Regions from separate parts of the Pan troglodytes genome. Here region 2 is linked to region 1. The links are chromatin contacts, called in public HiChIP or PLAC-seq maps. All regions are on one chromosome and are shown on one strand. Each heading gives the region's core, a stretch centred on a gene start, on an enhancer-like site or on the middle of the called end of the contact. The rest is flanking DNA. Distances are from core to core; before and after follow the strand shown. Region 1 overlaps FZD1 (frizzled class receptor 1). Region 2 has its middle 250 kb from the start of MTERF1.

What was found. HiChIP or PLAC-seq counts read pairs in DNA pulled down with a chosen protein or histone mark.
Region 2: an H3K4me3 HiChIP or PLAC-seq map of stem cell-derived excitatory neurons shows a contact between it and region 1, with 13 times the contacts expected there. The contact joins two enhancer-like sites. A contact is called at or near these places in 1 of 7 Hi-C or Micro-C datasets (stem cell-derived neural progenitor cells) and 1 of 1 datasets of contacts at active chromatin or transcription factors (stem cell-derived excitatory neurons).

The regions. Positions count from the first base shown.
Region 1 is chr6:100,643,485-100,649,845 of NHGRI_mPanTro3-v2.0_pri, forward strand. It overlaps FZD1 (frizzled class receptor 1), which reads left to right. Exons shown (of 1, transcript XM_016945222.4): 1 at 1-6,361. The coding sequence starts at 5,050. Among named protein-coding and RNA genes, the nearest start is that of FZD1, 4.4 kb to the left of the region's middle. Within about 2 kb of position 4,582, at least 21 of the 24 cell types and tissues checked have an H3K27ac peak or open chromatin away from gene starts, as enhancers often do. A contact at or near this core is called in stem cell-derived excitatory neurons, where this site is marked.
Region 2 is chr6:101,004,718-101,011,158 of NHGRI_mPanTro3-v2.0_pri, forward strand. No RefSeq gene overlaps it. Among named protein-coding and RNA genes, the nearest start is that of MTERF1, 250 kb to the right of the region's middle. Within about 2 kb of position 5,119, at least 1 of the 24 cell types and tissues checked has an H3K27ac peak or open chromatin away from gene starts, as enhancers often do. A contact at or near this core is called in stem cell-derived excitatory neurons, where this site is marked.

The DNA.
Region 1 (6,361 bases), core at 3,332-5,831:
TCTAATTCAGCATTTTTCAAGTTGAATCTCACAGAGCATTAATGTCAAGCAAAATATTGATGCAGTGTAATATATATGTGTGTCTATGTATGTGTGTATGTATATACATGTGTGCATTCCAAGTGTGTGTATGTATATGTATATTCCAAATGTGGGAAATACTAAATAAGAAAAAAGTTTAAAAGGGTTCTTAAGCTCAGCAATTCTCAGAGATTATATTAGGCTAATATGAATCTCCAATAAGGACATAGAATATGGCCTTTTTCCAAACTTATTTGAACAAATTTATTTCACAGAATGCCTTTGGAGAAGATATTGTATTTCACAGAACACAGTTTGGAAAATGCTGGTCTAACTCATTAGTGAATCCCAGCATTTAAGCCCCTAGCATATATATCCTGGTATAGAAAACTATGTTAAATACCGAGCAATCATCTGGTGTGCTCCCAGAAACCACATTTTCTTCTACAATTTTTTCAGTGGACATGATCACATAGTGTTACTAACTGGAAGTCCATGGACCTTGGTCAGACACAAGCCCCACTCTGGCACTTACTGGCTATGGGATCTTGTACAAATTACTTAATTGTTTTGAGCCTTCAATTCTTCATCAATCAAAAGGAGATAACATAGGGAGGCTGAGTGGGAGGACAGCCTGAGCCCAGGAGTTTGAGACCAGCCTGGGCAACACAGCAAAACCCTGTCTCCACAAAAAATTAAAAAATTAGATGGGCATGATGGTGCATACCTGTAGTCCCAGCTACTAGTGAAGCTAAAGTGGGAAGACTGCTCAAGCCCAGGAGTTTGAGGCTGCAGCGAACTATGATCCTATGATCATGCCAGCTTGGGAGACAGAATGGGACCCTGTCTCTAAAAAAAAAGAAAAAGAAAAAAAAAGGGATAAGATAATTAGCACCTTCCTCAAAGTTTAAGCAACACAACGTATGGATACATCGTGCAAAATAACACCAAGTATACACAGTAGGTGTTCAAAAATATAGTCTTAACCTGTGTTAATCTCTATTCTTCAACAAAGACAATTCAAGCCAGCCACCCACAAGCCAGCAAAAAAGCAACTCACCTAAAAGCTTAAGATCCTTCAGGTTGGGTTGCACATGGAGCGTTCACCTAACTGCCTGTGTGTCTGTGTACACTCAACTATATGTAATTGGAACTGGATCTCCATCCCTGCTAATTATCCACATTCAACCTGACATAAGCAGTCTGGAGAAACTTCAGAAGATTTGGGAAAGGCCTGATAAAACAAGATCTTTGATATAAGAAAACTTGACTGAGTCTGATGCTTGACAAAGCAGTATCAAGGAAGAATTGGGTTATTTTTATAGTTTTGACCTAACTGAAATATTTTTATTACCAAGTTCATAATAGTTCATACTTACTTAGTAATTTTTATCTGTGGATCTCAAACTTTTCCACATCTTGAGAAAATATTACATTTTATACTCTGTTAAAATACACTGCTCATATTTGTCTTCTAATATTTTGTTACCCATTGCCTTCATTACCTCCCCCAACAGACCTCCTTTCATGACCCTGGTTATTACTGACTAAAACTCGGAATTGTTTCTGATTTTAGTACCTTCCTCTGTATTACATAGTTTTGATAAATTAAATATTGTATTTGTATAATAAATGAAAATCAAGTTTGTTGGTTTTTTTTAACTTTGAAAGACAACTCTCAGAAAATGATTTTTTTAAAATGTTATAAGGTCTTTTATTTATACATTCTATGAGGGAGAACTTCCACAGAAAACTAACTTTTAAAAAAAGATAAAAAGAACTATAGCTACTTAAAATAACATAGAAGGATTAAAATAAGCTTCTAATGAAATTCAAGCCAAATAGGGCCATTTAAAGTGAGGCACATCCCTTAATATTTCTGGGTCCAATATTCTTAATTGTAGATTGCAGAAAATTAACTCATTTCTAGATGACATTTTTGGTTGCTTCCAGTTTCATAATCTGGTAAGAATGACATTTTTTCTCTCTCTCTCTCTAACTCTAGCTGTACTTCTGAGCCTCCTCGTAGTAAACTTCACTGTCAGGTGAAACATAAAACAAGTTCAAGAATTTCAGTAGAACAACTTTTGAAGCAAGAGAGTGTCTTCTACTCTGAGAAACAGAACTGAGTGCTCTGCCATATCTCTGTGCCCCAACCCCTTAGGGGAGAAGGAGAAGGATTTGGAGTGATGGTAGGGATGGATGGATGTTTAACACATGTGATGCTTCTTGGTAATTAACACATCAGAATAAATTCACGTTTCACTCAGCCTAGTCAGCTCGAATGACTTCAGAGAATAGAACACAAGACAGGTTAAATCTTTCCAAGACAGGAGTGATAGGAGAGAGATGGCTTGATAAAGTTCCTAAACATGGGATACTATCAGCAGAGGAATGAGCATCAGAGTGGAAAGGCTAGAGAAAAAGTGTCCCTGGGAGCCTGGGGGCCAGGATGCTAGAGTGAAAATGAACACTTATTGAACGGTTCAAAGGACTTCAGAGAGCTGTGCTTCCCAACCTCCTTTTCAATATCAAAATGTGTCATAAATTACAGTCAACACACGTACACATGCTCACATAATTGTACATTTAGTACCTGTTGCTTTAAAAAAATGCTAGCAATCAGAAATACTTTAAAGCAAAAATGCATTTTATGAAGGTACTGCTTATATAAACATTTGAAAAACAATAACATATGTATCTGAGACAAACAGATGTCATTTTGCTTTAGCAGGTAAAGATATGACTGCACCTTCTTTATAGACACCAACATGCTGGGTAGTGAAATTCTCAGAGACTTGTTAGCATGTAGTACAAGTAACACCCATCTAAGTAGTAACCTTTATGTGTAGATGAATGTTAAAGCTTCCTAATGACAGCCTGCCTCAGGTGCCCTCTTTCAGTCACCCTGAAATCACTCCCTGCTTATATGGGGAAAGTGACCTTCAATAGTTTTCTATTTTCTGTATAATTTGGCCCAAACGTTTTAGTCTGGATTAAAACCTTTTCTCCTGCCTCCCCTCAAAGTGCCTCAGCTACACTCACCTCTCTGGCCCCCTTCAGCAATTCAAGTGAATTTGAGCTTTAATCTTTTGCACCTTGCACCTACCTCTCCGTCAGAACCCCATTTCATCTGAGCTGGTTGCTTTCTATGTGCCTTTTTGGCTTTGGGATGGACACTGTAACAAGTGATTTGCATTTCTGTGCCTCACTGTACTATGCCCCTCTCTAAGGCTGGCACAGGTCTCCTTCATTTTATACTCTACGACCTAAGAGTGCTTATAGCACAATGGGTGGTTGGTATCTATTAAACAAATGAATGTGTAAATGAATGATAGAAAGTAATAGGTGAAAAGTACGCTGAGATAGAGTCTGATCACAGGCAAAAAAAAAAAAAAATTGAAGAATTAATAGTCCAATGGCACTTTTCTTATAAAACTGAATTACATAGTCAAACCATCATTTAAAATAATCTTACAAGGAAAACAACATTAATGTGCGTCTGTTGAGACGGATTATGTTGTTTTGGAATTAGGAAGAGAATGTGCAGTTCGCTGTTTGCTTTCAGACTGTTTGTTTTGTTTATTAAACTGGCGTCTCCAGCTCTGCAGCCCAGCCTGTGGAACCTAAATGGCCCAGGTCCCAGGAGTTCCCATCGGAGCCGTGGGCGTCCCCAGGGTTTAGAAAGGCTCCCCAAGGGCCCAGGCTGCCGGCGAGTGCAGCTCCCGCCGGCGCCACCTCTGCGGTCTGGAGCGGCGAGGACGATCCCAGAGAGGCGCCCCCACTGCCTCGGTCGTCGGGTTCTTAAGTTTTTCTCTCCAAAAATTTAATGGATAGTTTTCTTTTGCTTCTGTTTCTGACTTGATTAAAGAGGCGGAAAAAAAGGAGTTTGACTCCAAGAAGAATGATAGTAGCAGAAGGCGCATCTGGCTTTACTTTCCAAATTCCATCAAAGTTTGTGTTTTGTTTCATTTGACAGCGATCCCGTGAACGTCTCCTCTGGGGAAATGGCGCGACCAAAGCCCGCCAAGCCCAGCTTGCGAACTGGAGGATTTATTAATGTAATATTTTAAACAAAACCTCGACAGACACAAACTCAAAGGAAACCGTGCGCTCCTTAAGTCAAAGGCATCTGTTCTGGAAGCAGAACCCGGTTTGCTGTTGGTAACCAGCGTTAAGAGCAGGATTTTTAAACATGACAATGGATAAAAGAAAAGAAAAGCGAAGTCCCGCGGTCCTCTGACTCCTATTCATTATCTCCAGCAGCATATGGGACCATTCTCCTACGTATCCTCGCCTTTTTCTTCTGAAAAAGCAAAAGCAACCAAGCCTGTCCCGCTTCAGAGCAATCCTACTCTTTGTGCCTGAGTAGTGCCACCACTACTACTTCCTCCTCCTCCCGCCTCCTCCTACCCCGCCCGCCTGCCGCTGGCTTTAGCTCTGGCGAGGAGGCGGCCGGCTCCCTTTGCGCCGGGAAGCCGGAGCCGCGATTGGGCGACGGTCCCTGAGCCTCCAGTTCTGCGTCGGTTTCAAGGCTCCTCCCTCCTGGTGAAAGACAGACTGCGGGGCGCCTGGAAACCGGTCCGAGGGCGCGCGAGGCAGAGGAGAGGGAGCGAGTTGAGGGATTGACACAAATGGTCAGGCGGCGGCGGCGGAGAAGGAGGCGGAGGCGCAGGGGGGAGCCGAGCCCGCTGGGCTGCGGAGAGTTGCGCTCTCTACGGGGCCGCGGCCACTAGCGCGGCGCCGCCAGCCGGGAGTCAGCGAGCCGAGGGCCAGGAAGGCGGGACACGACCCCGGCGCGCCCGAGCCACCCGGGTTCTCCCCGCCGCCCGCGCTTCATGAATCGCAAGTTTCCGCGGCGGCGGCGGCTGCGGTACGCAGAACAGGAGCCGGGGGAGCGGGCCGAAAGCGGCTTGGGCTCGACGGAGGGCACCGGCGCAGAGGTCTCCCTGGCCGCAGGGGGAGCCGCCGCCGGCCGTGCCCCTGGCAGCCCCAGCGGAGCGGCGCCAAGAGAGGAGCCGAGAAAGTATGGCTGAGGAGGAGGCGCCTAAGAAGTCCCGGGCCGCCGGCGGTGGCGCGAGCTGGGAACTTTGTGCCGGGGCGCTCTCGGCCCGGCTGGCGGAGGAGGGCAGCGGGGACGCCGGTGGCCGCCGCCGCCCCCCAGTTGACCCCCGGCGATTGGCGCGCCAGCTGCTGCTGCTGCTTTGGCTGCTGGAGGCTCCGCTGCTGCTGGGGGTCCGGGCCCAGGCGGCGGGCCAGGGGCCCGGGCCGGGGCAGCAACCGCCGCCGCCGCCTCAGCAGCAACAGAGCGGGCAGCAGTACAACGGCGAGCGGGGCATCTCCATCCCGGACCACGGCTATTGCCAGCCCATCTCCATCCCGCTGTGCACGGACATCGCGTACAACCAGACCATCATGCCCAACCTGCTGGGCCACACGAACCAGGAGGACGCGGGCCTGGAGGTGCACCAGTTCTACCCTCTAGTGAAAGTGCAGTGTTCCGCTGAGCTCAAGTTCTTCCTGTGCTCCATGTACGCGCCCGTGTGCACCGTGCTAGAGCAGGCGCTGCCGCCCTGCCGCTCCCTGTGCGAGCGCGCGCGCCAGGGCTGCGAGGCGCTCATGAACAAGTTCGGTTTCCAGTGGCCAGACACGCTCAAGTGCGAGAAGTTCCCGGTGCACGGCGCCGGCGAGCTGTGCGTGGGCCAGAACACGTCCGACAAGGGCACCCCGACGCCCTCGCTGCTTCCAGAGTTCTGGACCAGCAACCCTCAGCACGGCGGCGGAGGGCACCGTGGCGGCTTCCCGGGGGGCGCCGGCGCGTCGGAGCGAGGAAAGTTCTCCTGCCCGCGCGCCCTCAAGGTGCCCTCCTACCTCAACTACCACTTCCTGGGGGAGAAGGACTGCGGCGCACCTTGTGAGCCGACCAAGGTGTATGGGCTCATGTACTTCGGGCCCGAGGAGCTGCGCTTCTCGCGCACCTGGATTGGCATTTGGTCAGTGCTGTGCTGCGCCTCCACGCTCTTCACGGTGCTTACGTACCTGGTGGACATGCGGCGCTTCAGCTACCCGGAGCGGCCCATCATCTTCTTGTCCGGCTGTTACACGGCCGTGGCCGTGGCCTACATCGCCGGCTTCCTCCTGGAAGACCGAGTGGTGTGTAATGACAAGTTCGCCGAGGACGGGGCACGCACTGTGGCGCAGGGCACCAAGAAGGAGGGCTGCACCATCCTCTTCATGATGCTCTACTTCTTCAGCATGGCCAGCTCCATCTGGTGGGTGATCCTGTCGCTCACCTGGTTCCTGGCGGCTGGCATGAAGTGGGGCCACGAGGCCATCGAAG
Region 2 (6,441 bases), core at 3,869-6,368, 360 kb after region 1:
CCAACCGGATAGCTTATTCTAACATTACCATCTTACATAACCGTTGTGCAACTATCAAAACTAGAAAAGAACATTAGTACAACATTGTTAACCAGACTACAGACTTTATTTAGGTTTCATCAATAGTTCCACTAATGTCTTTTTTTTCCCCCCATTCTAGGATTTGGCACTTAAAACATTTTTGTAATAAAAAAAGTAAATCCTTTATAAAAGAATTTGCTATATGGTTTCTTTAAAGTGTAACCCCTATTATTATATTTAAAATATCTTCAAACTTACCAAAAAAAGTTCAGGAACTTCTCTGTTGTATAAAAAAAGATGCTTTATACAACAGAATTGCGGTTTATAACAGAATACAGATTATTGGCTCAGGGGACCATATTAGTTCAAATTAGATTCTAACTAGAATTAAAAGCCAAAAGAAAACTTAAACAATATAGTTGTTTATTCCTCCCTCAGATGGAATTCAAGAGGTGAGCAGTCCAGAGGTTGGTTATACGGAAGCTCCATGGTGTCAAAATGTAAAGCTTCTTCTATCTCGTTCTGTATGCACAGCTTCCATTCCCAAGAACATGGTCCTTGATAGGCCTGGGAGCTCCAGCCATTACATCCACACTCCAGGCAGCAGGGTGTAAGAAAGCAGAGAAGAACGGCTTTCCCCTTTCCATAAAGGACAGTATCCTATATGCAAAAGTTGCACTTCCACATACACTCCATTGCCCAGAACTGAGTTGTGTAGCCACATCTAACTGTAAGGGAGGCTGGGGAGTATAATACATATTCTAGGTTGGCATGAGCCCTGGGGAAAAAAATCAGGAGGAAGCTGAATTACTAAGGAAGGCAGATGTAAAAAATAGATATTGGAGGTCAAGTAGTAGTGTGTCCGGAATTGGTGGGTTTTTGGGTCTCACTGACTTTCAAGAATGAAGCCACGGACCCTCACGGTGAGGGTTACAGCTCCTAAGGTGGCGCGTCTGGAGTTCGTTCCTTCTGATGTTCAGATGTGTTCGGAGTTTCTTCCTTCTGGTGGGTTCGTGGTCTCGCTGGCTCAGGAGTGAAGCTGCAGACCTTCGCCGTGAGTGTTACAGCTCTTAAGGTAGCGCGTCTGGAGTTGTTCGTTCCTCCCGGTGGGCTGGTGGTCTCGCTGGCTTCAGGAGTGAAGCTGCAGATCTTCACAGTGAGTGTTACAGCTCATAAAAGCAGTGTGGGACCCAAAGACTGAGCAGAAGCAAGATTTATTGCAAAGAGCGAAGGAACAAAGCTTCCACAGTGCGGAAGGGGACCCCAGCGGATTGCCACTGCTGGCTCGGGCAGCTTGCTTTTATTCTCTTATCTGGCCCCACCCACATCCTGCTGATTGGTAGAGCCCAGTGGTCTGTTTTGACAGGGCGCTGATTGGTGCATTTACAATCCCTGAGCTAGATACAAAGGTTCTCCACGTCCCCACCAGACTCAGGAGCCCAGCTGGCTTCACCCAGTGGATCCCGCACCAGAGCTGCAGGTGGAGCTGCCTGCCAGTCCTGGTGCCGTGTGCCCGCACTCCTCAGCCCTTGGGTGGTCGATGGGACTGGGCACCGTGGAGCAGGGGGTGGCGGTCGTCGGGAACCTCCGGCCGCACAGGAGCCCATGGAGCGGGTGGGAGGCTCAGGCTTGGCGGGCTGCAGGTCCCCAGCCCTGCCCCGCAGGAAGGCAGCTAAGGCCCGGTGAGAAATCGAGCACAGCGCCGGTGGGCTGGCACTGCTGGGGGAACCAGTACACCCTCCGCAGCCACTGGCCCGGGTGCTAAGCCCTTCATTGCCCAGGGCCTGCAGGGCCGGCCGGCTGCTCCGAGTGCGGGGCCCGCCAAGCCCACGCCCACCCGGAACTCCAGCTGGCCCGCAAGCGCCGTGCGCAGCCCCGGTTCCCACTCGCGCCTCTCCCTCCACACCTCCCTGCAAGCTGAGGGAGCCGGCTCTGGCCTTGGCCAGCCCAGAAAGGGGCTCCCACAGTGCAGCGGTGGGCTGAAGGGCTCCTCAAGTGCCGCCAAAGTGGGAGCCCAGGCAGAGGAGGCGCCGAGAGCGAGCGAGAGCTGTGAGGACTGCCAGCACACTGTCACCTCTCAGTAGTCTCCGCAACAAGAGACATCCTTGATTCTGGACTCATACAAAAACCAGTCTGGAGAAAACAAGGAACAAAAAAATTTTCTCTGCCTTGATCATCAGCAAACAAATTTTTATTACAGAGACGTTAAAGCAAAATATTATACTGTCCTTAATCCAGTGTATAGGCGCCTCGCTGGTGCCCACAGGAACTGCTGAATTAGAGCCAGTGAGTCTCTATCTTTAGATAATACAGCAGTCAATTTAAAATACATATATTGAGACAACTACAATGTTACTGAGCACATACTCAGAGCTAAGCTGGGTACTCTGAGGAATAGAACAAGAAGTCATTTTTTAATAAAAGGAAACACAGACTCTATGCTCTCTGGAGACTTACAGTTCTATTCAGGAGTTGGGATTTTCAAATGAATGACAAATGATAAATTTACAAAGGTAAACTCAGGGTTGGATTTGCCCAAGTCCCTTCCAATATCCATCACCTTCAAAAATCAGGATGCAGTTTTTGTGACTATTTAACAGCAATCCAATAGGTTGAAACCTATTGATAAGTTCAAATGCCTTACCCGATCAATCTTTAATAATTTTCATTCCCCTCTTGGCTTCTCTCATTAGGGAGAAAGTCCAGCTTGCACCCAGTTTTTGGTTCTTTATTTCAGAAATCTTCCCCCACCCACCCATATCCAACCTGACCTCACCATCTTGGCCCCCCTCACCACACAGGTCTCTTGAGAAATGAAAAATAGTCCCTCTTCACACACAAAACAAGCTGGTGCAGGTCTGGTTTCAAGAAATCAGATTTTCTAAAATAATTTGAGCTCTTCAAGAAAACAAAATACAAACGGACCGTAAATGTGTTTTAACTATTAAAAGAGGTAGGCGGATGTTCATTCTCTTTATCTGAATGAAAAATTTCCCTTCCTGACATTGAGTTATGTTCACTTTTCCCAAGAGGGAATAAAATGTTCCCTGTAAAAGCACAACCTTTTCTTTCCCATTGCTCTGGACGCATGCCAACATAACAGAAACAGCCAAATAAAGGGCTGTGATAAGCTCCTCAGGTACCAGGGGAATGTTATCAGAGGAAATCATCTTCCTCCCTGTGACAAGACGCATGGATCCTCAGCAAACTCACACAAAAAATGGGGCCCCCAAGGAGTAGAAATTCATCAAATACTCAGTGGGGAATTGTGCACAAAACAGCAATGGAAACCAGTGGGAACACAATTTTATTAACTCCAAAAAGTTGTACCAATTGGGTTCTTAGGAACAGTACCCAGATTGATGTTCTGGAGACAAAGGACTTTTAGTGACAAATACGATAAAATGTGTGAGAAAGACTTTGTTTGCTTAAGATTCCAGTATTAAATTTGGGGTCTATAAAATACAGTGTTTATATTGTCTGCTGGGCCACAGCAGGGAATCACATATAACAAAGATACAAACTTAATACATACTACAACTTAGACGTGCAAAATTTTATAAATACAACCTCTTTTATTTTGTTTATAACTAAATGGGTCTTTGCCACATGCTGAATGGCAGAAAAGAAAAATAAATACATATCCAATCTGGTTGATATGGTACGAGTCTCTCTAGGAAGGAACGCTCAGTCTCAGATTTTTCAATCTTTCAGTTCTTTGCTTTCACTCAAGATGGTCAAGGATGGGGAAAAGGGCCTTTGCTGGAGTTGCCAGCTAGAGGCATTCTCAGGTAGCTAGGTGCAGTGTATTTTGGTGCCTCTGGTCTCTGGGGCAATGTCTTTTGTCCTCCAACTGGTATGTATGGATACTGTGATTCCAGGTCTGTTTTTTGACTTAAGAACTGCTCCCAGATTTCCAAATGGAAGTTTTCACACTATGACCTAGAAATGAATAGATATACATTCTGTCTTGGGTTTCCTAAGCCAGTCTCCTATAAAACTAAAATTTCATCCCAGGAACTCTTCCATCTAAGGGAACATATATGTTTTGAAAATAATTCATCCATTTCTTTGTTCCCATAAATACCTTTTGCCCAGAATTTATTCAAGGAAAAAAGAAAGATTGCTACTTAATGTTTCTATTCCAGTGGAGTGAGTGATTTATTCATTGGAGGTCTAAGTGATGATCATAGAAAGAAACATAGAGTACTAGAACTGGAAGGAACTAATCTCTATTTTATAGGACTGAAGAAACCAAGGCCAGGTTAACTGAAATGACTTAACTCAAGGCCACCTATTTAGTTATTGGCAGAGCTACAATTTGAATCTGAGACCCCTGACTCTTAATTATACTACAAAAGTTTAAAAGGTAATTTTTAATTTATCTAAATTGTTACTGATTTCCCACAAACTAAATTGAAGTCCTTATTTTACTTAGCAGTAATTAAAATGTTAATGTGCATATTGTTATTCCCCTCTTTAGGTAACTAAATTGGGATATGACTGGCCTTTATTAATATTAATTAACTAAAAAGTCTTTAGCATTCATACAAATACCTGTTTTAAAATCTAAACAGTTCTGAATCAGACTGTGAGAAACAGACACTGGTATTTTCTCCTGAGTCTTGGTATTATGTCTTTGGAATGCTTTATTCCAAGCAAGAGTTTTCAATGATACTAAATAAACTATTTTTACTCTTAGAAATTAGAGGAAAGAGAAAAAAATGCCCAAAGAAATTATTTGGACCAATTGGTAATTGACTAATTCCAAAGAACATTTATACTTTATTTTATGCTTTCATATCGGTCCAAGAACAGAACTACCTATCTTCAACATTAAAATCCTCTTGAGAAACTCTCCAGCAGAGCTTGTCTCCAAGCCATGTCCATACAATTGGCTCTGTGTATAGTACATTTTTACCACTCACAATAGAAGGTATTGTTCTTTATAGCTAGTGAAATTAATTATTTGAGCACCCCAGGATGTACAACATGAAAGAACAGCTTTATAGATATTCAGGGTAGTATATAATATGCCATGGCGAATTACTGACTCTAATGAGAACATCTTTAAAAGGCTGAACTCTCAAGGGTGCTGGCTGAAGGATTGGGAGGAGGGGCTCATACATCAAATCAATAATTAGGAAGACAGAAGGAAGAGAGACAGATTGGGCAAGAGATTTCTGAAAATTGAACACTTGTCATCTGTGTAGCTCCCTTGCTGATGATTCATTAAATGAAGATTAACTTCAGTAACTTATTGACCAACATGCCAATAATTCCTGACCTCTATTGCTTGCAATGCATGAAATAGGCAGGTCTAGATATATTGCCAAAGGAGTTGACTAAGTGTGAGATGATTTAGAGAAATTCATGAGCATATTTACATAGTGTGTTAGTTATGTGGGTTTCTCATTTATATTTACCAGTTGTAACTGAATGTGAACATTTACCATGTTGAACATTGTGTTACATTGATAGGAGATATAAAAGAAGCAAATAGCATTCTTAAAGGAGTTTATAGTTTATCTAGAGATGCTAAATATGCAAATATGTTGTTACACAAGATAATTTACTCATGTTTCCAAAAAGACCACTGTGATTATTTACAACATGGAGTTATGTCCTTTACTTCATCTCTGGCTCTGACTTATGATCACATCTTACCTAAGTAAACTTTCTTAAAAAACAGATTGTTTCAGCTCTTGCCATACATTCTGGCAAAGGACAAAGAGATAGTATAAGTTTCATGAAACATGACTAAAATAAGGAAAAGTGTAATTATGGACTGCAATGAAATTGTCAGAAGTACTCCTGGTCTCCTGGGATCACTTATGTGTATTATATTAAAGGCTCTTCTGACTGCATGAGCCAAATGTGGTAGAATAATGTTTCAGGACACCTCGCAAAGAGATCCATTCATTTAAGGTCCTGGAACATAGGAACTTATAATATTCAGCTCCTAATACTATGAGAGAAATAAACCTATGTATGTTTTGCACTACTCAGAAAACTTTTAAGGATAACTAGCATTTTCAAATCTTAGGGAAATAAGGAAGAAGATGTTATGAAGTCCTTCATTCTGCAGTTCTTACAGCAGTGCTGTGAGGGTTGGGGATGGGTCTCTAAGTGTTCAGGACTTGCTGGTTTCCCTCCCACTGCAACCTCCCTTTCATCTGCCCATGAAGGAGCTTGGTTCAGCTCTACCCAGCCTACCCACAGCTCTCACTAAGGACAGGAAGCATATAAAGAATCCACTCCCATTAACACTTCCTCAGACGAGATTAGCATCAGTATCAAGGTCTGTGTTGCTCCTAGGCCTGTGTTGCTTCTATCCATTGCCAAGGCTTCTAGAACCTGAGTTGTGCTTCCTTTGACCCACTTTCTAGTCCTTCATGACTGGGTCTTCTAGCCCAATCA